2 separate regions of the Mus musculus genome follow, and region 1 is linked to region 2. Evidence: chromatin contacts called from public promoter capture Hi-C data. All regions are on one chromosome and are shown on one strand. The core of a region is the stretch at or near the end of the contact, and the rest is flanking DNA. Distances in the headings are between cores, read along the strand shown.

The links. Promoter capture Hi-C pulls out the DNA fragments that hold promoters and counts their contacts.
Region 1: a contact with region 2 is called in a promoter capture Hi-C map of cranial neural crest. The contact joins the enhancer-like site here to the promoter of Chst8 in region 2. A contact is called at or near these places in 9 of 39 promoter capture datasets (the C10 cell line, cranial neural crest, embryonic stem cells and 4 more), 11 of 115 datasets of contacts at active chromatin or transcription factors (embryonic basal ganglia, embryonic forebrain, embryonic stem cells and 4 more) and 2 of 9 other capture datasets (embryonic stem cells and pancreatic islet).

The regions. Positions count from the first base shown.
Region 1 is chr7:35,148,496-35,151,307 of GRCm38.p6, reverse strand. No RefSeq gene overlaps it. Among named protein-coding and RNA genes, the nearest start is that of Gm35889, 8.4 kb to the left of the region's middle. Within about 2 kb of position 1,512, at least 12 of the 459 cell types and tissues checked have an H3K27ac peak or open chromatin away from gene starts, as enhancers often do.
Region 2 is chr7:34,811,351-34,814,050 of GRCm38.p6, reverse strand. Chst8 (carbohydrate sulfotransferase 8) reads left to right here and starts at 1,340. Exons shown (of 4, transcript NM_175140.4): 1 at 1,340-1,705. It overlaps Gm38987 (a long non-coding RNA gene), which reads right to left and starts at 1,343. Exons shown (of 3, transcript XR_881950.3): 1 at 875-1,343.

The DNA of each region.
Region 1 (2,812 bases), core at 263-2,762, 340 kb before region 2:
CAGCCCAATAGCCAGGCATCCAGCTTTAGAGGGACCCTTAGCCCTACCCTCACATGGCACGTCCAGATGCACAGAGGACCATAGATAGCATCGGGATTTGGTGTAGATGCTAACTCCTGCCTGCTAATGTGGGGCCAGGGGAGGCTGGGGTGTTCTGGCTGCATCTGCTGGGTGTGTGCCCCCTTCCCGTTCCCTATCCATATCCCCCTCCCAGGTTCCTGTTTCTGTTTTGGGGCCACAGGACTTCCTCTTCTCATCACGGATCAAAATGGCTTCCTGGTCTGAAGTGGAGGCATGGTGTGTGTGTGTGTGTGTGTGTGTGTGTGTGTGTGTGTGTGTATGCTGGGACAAGTGACCCAACCAAGGGACAGCTACAGAAGGAAGCAGGATCTGCACCTCTGTTGGGTCATCACTGAGAGCTGAGCCACGGTCCTTATTAATGAGGTCCCTGAAGCTCCTGCAATGGGGCCTTCAGTGAAAACACTTGCCTAATGTCATAGGGTGTCCTGCCCAAGTGACCTTAGATGGTCACCTCCTCTCTCACTTTTCCTCCCCATCCCCGGAGATGCAGACTACTCCTAAGCAGCACTTCACTGGCTAGTGTGTGTGTGTGTGTGTGTGTGTGTGTGTGTGTGTGTGCGCACACACACCTGTGAGCATTCTCCTAGAGGCAGTGGAAGGACTGACCTGACAAACTTGCAGTATATATGCATGATGTATGTGTGTGAAACTAGGTATAGCATGCATCTGTGTCGGACTGGGATGGGGCCACCATTTCCTCCCATTCCTAACTCTGAACCGAGCTTCTTCCCAAATGAAACTTAGCTGTGTCATGCTGGGTACCAGGCCTGGGGCAGCATAGGGATAAACTGATTTTTTTTGTACTGGAGACTTTATATGGGTAGCTACTTAGGGTGTAAGGGACTCAGAACTGGTTATGAACCAAACCAGAAAACACTGGGCATCTCTCAACCTGCCTCCTCATTGGAACCTTGATCCACTGGGGTCATTTCCCCTCCCCCAGGAAGGTACAGCGCAGAGGCCTGGGTGGCCCTTGACCATCACATGGCTTAGTGGTAGCTGTGGGTAAACACGGTAGGGCTATTGACTGGCCAAAGCCTTGTCCTCTTCCCTGTCATCCAGCTGGCCAGAAAAGCTATGGGAACAGATGCTTCCTCCTAGACGGCTGAGGCCCCTGTGGAGGTCAGGCCAGCCTGGGAAACTCCCTATCCCCTCCATGTCGCTAGGCAGCATTTACGGAGCCCTTGTCTGGTGCCTTCGTGAGAGATGATTACGGCCATCACAGATAAGCTTCTTGTGACTAAATGGTCAGGAGATTGTCATGGCAGGACCCAGACCCCTGGCCAGCACCACAGAAACACACTGCCCCTGGTTTCCTCCTTTCCTAGGAAAGGCTGGGGTCACCGGGTCCTCTGCCCTGGCACCTGGGCTGCGTTCCCTATTCACACGGAACAGGGAGGGGAAAGCAAACACTCCACAGATGTTTACATCATGGTCTCGGGGCCATAATTAAGTCTCTTCAAATCGTACCCTTATCAGCCGCGTATCTCAAGCAGCCTGGAAGGGGAAACATCTTGGAGCATCTAATGAAGGAAAGTTGGACAGGCTCGGAGACACTTTAAACCCTGAAGAATAGGCCTTTGTTGCCAGTTTTCCCCCACCTCACCTGTGGCAGCCTGCCTCCACTCTGGACTCCATCAACTGCCCGGGGCCAGGGGCAGGACCAGGCGGCCCGAGTTCTGGCAGCAGCCCCCATTAAGTTCCTCCCACCAGCAGCCAGTTCCTCCAACTCCAATAGCACTGCCAGCTGGGTGCAGAGGCCCAGGAAGGGGGACGTGAGGGTGTCTCTCCCCTGAATCCAATACTCTATGCCTTCTCCCACCAGATTCTGGCATCTGTGCTCCGCAGGTATTTCAGCCGACCTAGAACGAAACCTAGGTGAGAGGGCAGCCATGCTACTACCCCCATCAGACCTAGGTCTGCTTGCTCTCTCAGCCTCTGTTTTCTTGCTCATTAAAATGGCTATTTCCCACCACCAAGCACACTAATGGCCTGGTATTTCACCTAGCAAACTATTATGCATATTTCATTTCTATTTTTAAACATTTGTATGTGTGTGTACCTACTTACTATGTGTACTGCGTGTGTGCAGTGCCAGAAGAGAGGTCAGAAAAGAGCTTGACTCCCTTAGACCTGGAGTTACAGGTGGCTCTGAGTTGCCCTGTGAGGAGCGCTGGGAACCAAGTGCAGGCCCTCTGCAGGAGGATCACTGCCCTTCACTCCGGAGACATCTCTCTAGCCCCACTATGCCTATTTCAAAACTAAGCTTGTGTATCATTACTTTGGGGGAACTAGTGAAAGTCCCAGGTCAGGTTCCCTGACCCTAGTCAGTGTCCTTCTAATTAAATGTTCCCCATGTCCTTGGATGTGTAACTCTTAAAATCAAGCCTTGGGTATGAGGCCAACTTCTGCCTGGCATGGACTAAGTGCTTCTTATGTACTGGTGTGAAGGAAGGGTAGAACACTGCCTGCCACTCAGCAACACCCCACCTATACACTCCTTGTCATACTCTCAAAGGACATGCTGTTTGTCTCCACCAAGGACACTAAGCTGGGCCTGGCTGCTCAGGATCAGGCCAAAGATCACCAACAACTAGTCCAACCCCTGGCTGGACTACAGAGCCTGGGCAACTTAGGGAGTGCCTGTCTCAAAATAAGAAATACAAAGAGGACTGGGGATGTCGTTAAGAAATGCCAGGCTCCCTGGCACCCATCAACCAGCAGTATCGTG
Region 2 (2,700 bases), core at 91-2,590:
TAGCCTGGGCTACACAGAGAGAACCTATCTCAAAAACAGAAACAAAACAAAAACAATGGAAGGGAAGGCTACCATATGCTTGACTGCCAACTCACTTGCCCTGAAGAGGATCCTTGGATACTCTGAGTTCACAGCAGTCATTAAAGAAGCCCAACTACCACTCAGGCCTTTCAAGCTTGCTAGTGTTAGAGGCTCCCTTGCCCTCCACATCTCTAGTGTTAGTATCTCTGCTCCTTATCAGGGCTGCCACACCCTTATCTGGTCACTCAAAGGCCACAGATCCACCTCAGTCTTTAGCTTCATCACCCATCTGGGATGGAGCTGGGTCAACCAACCAACCAATCAACCAACCAACCAGTCCACTCAGGGAGGGGAGAGGCCACAGCCACCGCTCTGTTTTACTGGAAGCTTCTTTTCAGTTTTGTTTTGTTTTGTTTTGTTTAATTTTATTCTGTATGTCCCTTCAAGACCAGGCTTGTTTACTGGTTGGCACCGCTGAGAATGGTTGCTAGATGCGCACCCAGCCTTCCCTTCTAGTGTCTGATTGCCCCCTGCAGGTCGGGGCTTCTCTTCTCTGGAAAAATCAAGATTTGAATCCACAGCCCTGGAACCGAGTCCCGGTTCTACACTTGTACTGTGTGGCTGTGGGTAGGAGGTTTCCCCACTCATTTATTCTGGGTTTGGAGGGAGGGGAGAGGTTGCTTGCTTCAGCCCTCAAGCTGGTGCCAGACCGACGCTTAAGGATGAAGTTCTTAAGTGAGAATCCGGCTCACTGGGCACTTGTGGTTAACTGAGACCCAGAAATTTAGTGGTGAGTGCCAACAAGAGACAGGCCTTGTCCAAATTCCACGCGTACTGTAGTCTGGGAACCTACCTGAATTTTTCTGCGCACCAATTCCTTTGCAAGCCCCGCGGCCGCTCAGCTTTGGGTCCAAGACCCTGCTTGCTAGCGCCTTCTCTTTTTCCCTAGGTCAGCGCAGGGTTACTCAGTGTCGCCACTGGGGCAGTGGCAGCTAAGAAGCTGCGGAGTGGAGTCAAGCGGCAGACCAGAGTCCAGCACTCGGGGATCCCCGAGCTGGGCGCAGCCCGCGCCAATACCGCCCCACCCCCCCGCTGCCTCCCGACCGCGCCCAGCGGCAGCTCCCACAGAGCGCGCGGCCAGTGGGGCTGCTGAAGCCGCAGAGCGCGCGTGGGCGTGGCGCCCGTGAGCTCCCGAGAGGGCTGAGCGATCGGGGAAGAGATTTCCCCCATCTCTGCCCTGCCACCGGGATCGCCTCTTTCCACCGTGGGGCGGGGCCCGGACTGGGGGCGGGGCGCCGGGCGGGCGCGGCGCTATTTCCAGCCTTGCCGGAGGCTTCGCTCGCACTTCGCTGGGAGCCTTCCCGGCGCGTGAGCCGGATCCGGTGGCACCGCGGGGAAGAGACAGGACCGGGCGGTGGCGGCAGAGACAGGGGGACGCACCCGGTGCAGAAGATCCAATAGGAGCACGCCGCCGCAACCTCTCCCGCGCGCTCCGGTCGCCGACTCTACGCCGATCGCCCACTCCCCGCACCTTGGACTACACCGGGAAAAAGACGCAGCCTGGCCCGAACTGGGGCGGAGATCCTTCTTGCTTCCCAAGAGCTCCGGAGGGAAGATTCTCCCGCCGCCGAGAACCCCGCCGGACTGGAGGAACCCGTGGCCTGGAGAGCGCTGGCTGTGCCAGGTAAGTGGCTGCGCCCTGTTCCCTCTCTATGTTGATAGTTCACCCGAAGGGTTGTCCCTGGAAATCCCAGGATGATGCCGGGACTGTTCTGAGCGCAAACCCCGCCACTAGACGTGGTTCAGAGTCCTAAGCTGCAGGTGCTGTTGGGGCATGCGGTGCTTGGGTCTGGCGATACTTTGGGGACCAGCCCCCGTGAGTGGGAACTTTAATTAGACTTTGGATTCTTGGTTTTCTCCGCGCCTGGGAACTGCCTCTCTCTCCTAGGGCTCGCCTCCAGGACCCTTCGCTCCTCTTCTTAACCCTGGATGCTGGGTGCGTGTAAGCTGCTTTGGGCGCTGAGCGACGAGTGCTCGAGGGCCGGGCTGGAGCGTCCAGAGCGCCGAGGCTTTGGTGTGCGCTTGGAACTGGGACTTAGAGGCCAGTTGGGGTGCGTAGGGCGAAAGGGGAAGTTACAAGCGACCTTGGCTCCCTACCAGGAGACGCAAGGTGTCCCCGCGCTCCATCGCGCGCATCTCCACCCCTCAACTCTCTAGGGCCCCGGCCTGTTTTGTGCTCCCGGCGAGTGTGCGTGCGTCAGCGATCGCAAGGAGGTGTGTGTATGCGTGTGTCCCCGAGTGCGGGAGTCGGAGCCTCAGGCGGCTGAGGGTAGGGGATGGTGAAATGATCTGCTTTACAGCGGGACCGAGCTCAGCCCTAGCTAGCGGCTGTTGCAACTTCAGCTGCTGCGTGGGGCTGTTTTGCTCATACTATGGCCTGGCCAGGAGAATGTACGTTCTCTGGTTTGGGCAGGGTCAGAGGTGGCGCTTGGGCATCAAGTGACCTCTCTCTATTTCCCGCGCAGTACTCCAAACCCTAACTTTAGTTGTATATCTTGTCTCTGGGCCCTTCGGCCCTCACCTGGGGTTGTAACAGTCGGGGAACTGTGCCCTGGATTTCGGACATACCGGTTGGATCTTGGAACAGTCTGTCCTGCAGCCATTTCGGCATCACCGGAG